2 separate regions of the Mus musculus genome follow, and region 1 is linked to region 2. Evidence: chromatin contacts called from public Hi-C data. All regions are on one chromosome and are shown on one strand. Each heading gives the region's core, a stretch centred on a gene start, on an enhancer-like site or on the middle of the called end of the contact. The rest is flanking DNA. Distances are from core to core; before and after follow the strand shown. Region 1 has its middle 150 kb from the start of Gm41423. Region 2 has its middle 30 kb from the start of Gm41423.

Region 1 (3,262 bases), core at 524-3,023, 180 kb before region 2:
AGGAGGGAAGCTTCTTCATTAGCTTGGGTTCGAATCACTGGGGGTCACCCTCTAGCCTCCAGCAGTGGGCTGTCCACTAGTGTGTAGCTAGTGTGCTCAGGCACGAGTGGTCTGGTCCACCTCTGTCTCATAGCATAGTTCTGGTCCTCCAAGAAGTTGTACAGGATGGGCCTTGCAATTCTGTTGCTTAAGAAGAAACCAAAGTAGTATTTTGAAGTTTCTGAATTCACTGTGGTGAGATTAAATGTCTTTCCCAAAAGGAGAAATGCTGTTTGTCTGCCTGGTTCTGTCTGTATATGCATTTGCTGGACATAGATGAACTAAAATTTAAGTTACATCAATTTCTTTTTAAAACAAAACAAATAAGTAACACTAGATTCTGCAGCTGCTCAGTTTAACTTGCAAGTTTACTTTTGGAAGTTGAAGTTGTGGCTGCCTGTGCTCAGTGAGGGGATGGTTGGGTGGCACTGCCACAGGGCTGTGTGCTGCTGGCTCGTTGTTCTCCGCTTCCCTTTGCAATGGATTTGATAGACTATTGCTGATCTCAGCTTGTTTTATTTCTTTGAGGCTCACCTGGATAAGGACACAGTGTTTAGGGAGTCTTCTCACAAGGTAGTGTCTTAGTCACTGTTGTATTGCTGTGGAGAGATTCCACGAGCAACTCTTACAAAAGAAAGCATTTCATTGGGCATTCTTTACAGTTTCAAAGATTAGTTCATTTTCACCATGGCAGGCAGGCATGGTGCTGGAGAAGTAGCCTAGAGTTCTATGTTCTGTTCTGCAAATAGCAAAAAGAGCCACTGGGCCTGGCTTGGGCTTTTGACACCTCAAAGCCCAGTCGTAGTGACACTCTTCCTCCATCAAGACCACACCTCCTAATTTGTATAATATTTTCAAATAGTTCCACTCCCTGGTGGCTAGGTACTGAAATATTAGCCTATGGGAGGCATTCTCCTTCAGACCACCACAGACAGTTTTCTCTAGCAAGTACCCTCTGATTCCAAGATAAAAGGAAAGGCACCCTTGAACATTTTTTTCTAGCTTGTTAGAAAAGAGATATATTCCCTCTTGTTTTGTGGAGAGGGAGGCCAGTATTCATCTAACTTTGTCAGACATCTGGACTCCTTCACAATTCTGATTCTCCCAGGATTCTCCCAGGCCAGCCAGTCCTAAATGCAACCATTCAAATCCTCCCTGAAAACTGCACACACCCCTTCAGAGCAAGGCTGAAGAGCAGTGCCAGAAAGCATCACAGTCCGTCAGTTGCTGGAAAGAAGGCGCGTTTACACAGGAAACAAAGTTCCTATAGCTTTGCTTCTGGGATTTTCCCAGCACAGTGTTCTCAGGAGAGTTGGGAACCCCAGTTACAGATACCCGAGGCTTGGCTTTTTGGCACTACCATGGCTTCCAGCTTCTAACTTTGACATCTTTTTGTGTCCAGTTATTCCATGTCCCCCTTTAATAGTGGTGTCCCTTTATCTTTACAGCTTCTTGGCTTTTAGGGCTTCAGAGATCGTGCACCTCACTCTGGTGACAGCAGAAAGAGAAACCTCAGTCCCTGGCTCACCACAGCCCTCCAGGCCTCTGGTTTGGTTCCCTAATATGTTCCCATTCTCTGATCCTACCGACCAACTGCCCCAGTCCTGGGTCGCAGACTTAAGTCTGAACTTCGCCCACTTTGCTTTAGATCCAGGTCTACCAGCATGTTCCTTCACTGCTTCTACCACCTCACACTACAAAGGTCCCCAGGGGCTCAGTGGCTGACTCCCAGGCTGTCACAGTCGGCCAGCCTCCACCTGCAGCAGCTCTTTCCCATTCACTGGCGCCAGCCCCTGAATGGGTCTTGCACTTTGATTATTTGTGTTAACAGTTAATTTAGCACACCAGCCACGTGTGCCAAAGCTGCCTTCACTTCCTCCTCATTTCCAACAAACAGCACTTTTATGAGATCCCTTCAAAGTGACTCCCAGGCTGTCTTCTCAGTTTGCAGCCTTTGTCTCTCCTTACACAGACCCTATTTTTTCTCTGCGTTTCCATCTTCTACCAGACACTCCCTCTTTACAAGCCACAATGCATTTGTGATCTTCGATCTTACATATATTAGTAGGAAAAGAGCTATTTCTGTCAACTCTTCTGGACTAGTGCTCTAATAAAAATTTATGAAGCCGTGGTATTTTTCTGTGAACCATGGTATTTTCCTGAGTGTGTCCTTGGGGACCAGAGATCTTGGGCTTGGTGTCCTGCAGCTACCATGGCAGGCATACCTTGGGGACCTTTACAAAAATTACTATTCTAATTAAATGTCACATAAAAAACATATCTATTTCAACAAATTTACTTGCATTTTTCAAATGTCTCCATAATGTCCCAGGTATATTTTAATTCAACCAAGTTGATCGTCAAAATTAGTCATCACAATATGGCATCTATCTGAATTTGTTTTTCTCTTTCTTCATTGACAAACTGCTACAGAGAGACAAATGAATAGCTTTGGTACTAAGTTTGAACTCTCAGAAGAAATACCATCTTCTCGAAATTACCCATCTCAGAAATAACATGGCATGTCTTTTCCATGAGGACAACTTGATATATCAGTATTTTACTCACCCCCAAGTCTAATTCCCTCCACCTCTGTGACAGAATTGTTTGAAACGATATTGCCCCAGAGACCATGAAGGTGCCTTTGGCTTCGGATGGTTTGGATGGAGCCCAGGGTTTTCTCTTTCTTCTGCTGAGAGAAGGAAATTCCCACAAGTGAGGCCTTTGTGCTTCGTGGGGGGCTCTTCTGCATAACCCTGGCTTTTCTTTCCTTTCAGAATTTGCACCCAGCTTGCTGACAATGCTCAGAGTTTTGTTTGGTAGTGGCTGTTTATGGGGAGACAAGCAGGATTTCCTTATGTGCTCAGGGGTAGCTCAAGCAGGAGGAGGACTTTTGAGCTACAGGACTGTAAACAGCATTGCAGTGCAGCCCGGACTTCTGTCTGCTGCTGTGGGCATCAGCTCCGACTATCTTAGATGCTAGTGGTTCTTGATCAACTCAAATTGCTGTGTGTCTTGGAATCCTTTCTTGCTCCTACCTGGTTGGAGGGGATAGAGAGAGAAAAGAGAAAATAAAAATAATTCTTAAAAAGATACAATGTTTGACCTAGAGGGTTGCTGTTCATGAATGTCATATGAAGGATTGTGTACATCCCGGGATAAGTTTTTCCTCCCTGGCTTAGGAAATTATTAGTAACTTTGTTTTATAAATAGAGAAGTTCTG
Region 2 (3,547 bases), core at 412-2,911:
TCTCATGAAGGGTGGTTGTGAGCCACCACATGGTTGCTGGGATTTGAACTCAGGACCTTCGGAAGAGCAGTCAGTGTTCTTAACTGCTGAGCCATCTCATCAGTCCATGGTCTTAGATTCTTGAGTCTGACTAAAAAGCTGACAGATGGGGAAACAAAGAGAGAGAGAGAGAGAGAGAGAGAGAGAGAGAGAGAGAGAGAGAGAGAGAGAGAGAGAGAGGAGCCACCCAAAACAAAAATAAAGTAGTAACAAAAATCAATCATGAAACATCAAAATTACTGTAAAACTAAAAACACTTCGAGCAAGCATGGCACAGACAGACTGCTTGAGCTAGGGGGTGGTTGGTAGAAGTCTAGGGTTGTAAAAAAAATGGTTCCTGTCTTCTTTTTATTACGACTCAGCTAGTAACAACTGTGTAGGCGGCAGGAGATCAGAAATAAATGTCTGACTTGGATTTTGCACAACTGGGTTCTGCTCCAAAGCGCACTGCCTGCCCACTGACCCAGCTCAAGTTTTATAGGGACAGCAAATAGGTATAGTTTGGGAAATCTCAGCCCCTCCTCCTGAAGGTCCGCACCCTGGAACTGGCTGGTTTGCAGGTTGCTCCTGATTAGAAAGCCGCCAGCTGTTCTGCTTCCCAATTCAATTCCGAGAACACCACAAAAACTTCATCTAGTTTCTTCTCTTTCCCCCCCCCCCGGGGCGATTTCTTCTTTGATTTCTTCTCCTCCCTCCTCTTTCTCTTTCTCTTGTTTTTACAGTCTCCTGGTAATGACTAATTGGCGGTGTTTCCCAACTTTTTTATGTTTCTCTTGCTCTTGTTACAAGCGGTACTAACCCCGTGATATCCACAGGGACCTATAGACAGCCAACATTTCCAAATGATATACAGCGTTCTCCTTTCTTTCAAAGTGTAAAACATTTACAAGGAAATGTACAAATGTATTAGGCACATTTCCCGGGTCGGTCATTAGCGCGCCTCTCTGAGCCGGGGTGCGCTGCCCTTCCCCCTCGCCCCTGTTTCCCCCCTTTCCCCGCCACGGTCCCCTCTGGATCGCGCGTTTCCGCGTGCCAGCGGGGCGGCCCGCGAGACCGCAATTGCTCTGGCCGGGATTGACGAGCCTCGGATGCCCATTTACTGCGCGAGGCAGCCACTCTGGAGCCGCGGCACATCTGGATGGAGTCAGCCGCCGAGCGCCAGGGGCCAGCGCAGCGCGGCGGCGAGCGCGAGGGAGGCCGGCTCCCGGGCCGCCTCCGCGCTGCCCCGGTGCGCCCAGGCTGGATTTCCTGATGTAAACAGATTGGCCCTGCTGGAAAATAACCGCTCTGCTCCCCATGTCACTGAGCGTGCTTTATCTGCTCAGGGTCAGCACTGTGACTTAGAAAAACAGAAGCTTTGCTTTAGATTTAAACAGCTCCAAAGCCACAGCTCATCTCTGCTGGGCCGGGAAGGGGAGGCTTGGCAACCCAGCTCCTGCCTTTGTGTTTACTTGTTCCAGTTTCTGGTAATTTGGGAGCTAATTTTATTATCTACAGTAGAATTGGAAACAAGATGCTTTTGCAGTTCACGACGCTAAGGGCATGTGTGAATCTCTGTGTAGAAGGTTGGACGTGTCTATTCAGCTGTGGTCCCCAAGCTCTGTGCCCTGGCCCTCCGCTGGTTGTCTCCTGGGGCACAGGGCTTCCTAGGGCGTGGCTGGCCATGGTTTAGGGTTCACCCTGGTTTACCAGAGCTGGGGATCCAATCCTGAGAATGTGAGCCCTTAAAGCCTTTCCCTACAGAACCTCATGAAAGTAGAAATCAGCCAATTGTAAAACCGTGACAAAGACGTTTTGACATGGCCAGTGGAGAGGGAAAATTCAAAATGATGGCAGAGCCTGGACTGTCATCGCCGATAATTAAAATGAAATGTAGATAGATATGTTTCCAGTTCAACAGCAAGCAATTCTAACAGCCATGTCTAGAAACTTCTACTGACAGAATCATCCTGGGATACTGACAGAGCTTCCCTAACAAGCAAGGACTGGTTTTGCAGACTTTAAAAAGAAACTCCGGGGGGAGGGGGGGCAATGTGTGCACCTCTGAGGGCCTAGTTGCTCAGATAGAGGTGGGGTGTAAGCTGTTTTGGAAGGCCCTGGGGGCTGGAAGAGGAAGAGTTACAGCTTCCTGTGACGTCCTGTGACGTGCTAGGGTGTTCTGAGTCCTGTTCTGGGTTTCAGGGACACTGCATCAGAGTATTAACTTTGTATTAACTAAAGGCCCAGTCACAGTGGGCTGCTACTCAACTTTGAATGGGTTCATAGAATTTGTGTCTTTTTCCCCCTCACAGGCTGTATTTTGATGAAATTACTCCAAATTGGGTGAACAATGATGGAAAGAATGTGGATCTGAATGGGCAAATTTGCTGTTAGCTGATTTTGATATGGAGACGAGGTTCAGATTGGTGGCAATGAGGTTGGTTAGAGCAATATCTCTTTCCTTAGAGCAAATAGAGGCCTGGCCTTATACATTTTGACGTGAAGAAGAGTAGGAATATCCAATGACTCGGCTGGCCTAGTTTCCTGAGAAGGAACTCACTGGAGAATTGTTTCAAAATAGTTGTTCCAGCATGATTTTAAGTTTAAGGATTTGTGAGTGTAAGCATTTTCGGTTTCCTTTTACTGCCTTATAGTGGTAACAAGCTCAGCAAGCCTTCACTATCATTAGCAATATGTCACCATTACCATTCTTTGTAATTTTGCCAGCTTTCAGTTTTTACGTTTTTTGTAGAATTTTGTTTCATTTGTTTTTCTTTCCTGAAAACAGTTAAAATATTTTCAACTTCGCTGACTTCTGCACTTACATTATTTCTTTCGTGTTTCTTTAAATTTATTTTGCTCTTATCCTTAGTTTCTTGAGGGAGGAATTTGAAACTTTTGTTATTTCTAAGATTTTAGTACAATATATTTCCTTACCACTACTTTAATACTACTAATATATTATAATATATAATATAATAATACTAATACACTACTCCTGATAAATGATCTTCTGGTTGTACTCTCTTGTACACTATTTTCACCTCACAGTTTCTTTGTTATGTCACTTTTAACTCATGAATAATTTAGAAATTTATTTAGAGATATCCTGACAGCTCTGTTATTCATTTGGAGTTTGATTTCATTGTGGCCAATCAAGCATATTTTGTATAATTTTGGTATTTTTAAGTTTGTTGTTGTTTGTTTTTCTTTTTTACCCAACAGAAGTAAACATACCTGTCACATTTGAAAAGGTTTTCTATCTAAATTCCATATAGGAGGCTCTGTGCAAATCACTTAGGTCCTGCTGGTTGACATTATTGTTCAGGCCCTCTTTTTTCTACATTTCTATCTTAAAGTGCTATCAGTTGTGATTATGCACTGAAAACCGTAGTTTGTAGACTCATCTATGTCTTTCAATTGCTTCTTGTGTCTTGAGATTCTTTTATTCGCTACTTAATTAAGATTACTATTTCTTCTTGTAGACTAATATTTTACAACTAGAGATTATCTCTATTTCTACAATTTT

What was found. A called contact is a pair of places that touch in the nucleus more often than the background predicts.
Region 1: a contact with region 2 is called in a Hi-C map of nephron progenitors, with 2.6 times the contacts expected there. The contact joins two enhancer-like sites. A contact is called at or near these places in 3 of 484 Hi-C or Micro-C datasets (nephron progenitors and uterus) and 2 of 115 datasets of contacts at active chromatin or transcription factors (embryonic fibroblasts and fibro-adipogenic progenitors).

Annotation. Positions count from the first base shown.
Region 1 is chr16:15,258,237-15,261,498 of GRCm38.p6, reverse strand. No RefSeq gene overlaps it. Among named protein-coding and RNA genes, the nearest start is that of Gm41423, 150 kb to the right of the region's middle. Within about 2 kb of position 1,773, at least 14 of the 459 cell types and tissues checked have an H3K27ac peak or open chromatin away from gene starts, as enhancers often do. A contact at or near this core is called in nephron progenitors, where this site is marked.
Region 2 is chr16:15,082,660-15,086,206 of GRCm38.p6, reverse strand. It overlaps the pseudogene Gm46561. Among named protein-coding and RNA genes, the nearest start is that of Gm41423, 30 kb to the left of the region's middle. RefSeq lists an enhancer at 499-1,615. Within about 2 kb of position 1,661, at least 109 of the 459 cell types and tissues checked have an H3K27ac peak or open chromatin away from gene starts, as enhancers often do. A contact at or near this core is called in nephron progenitors, where this site is marked.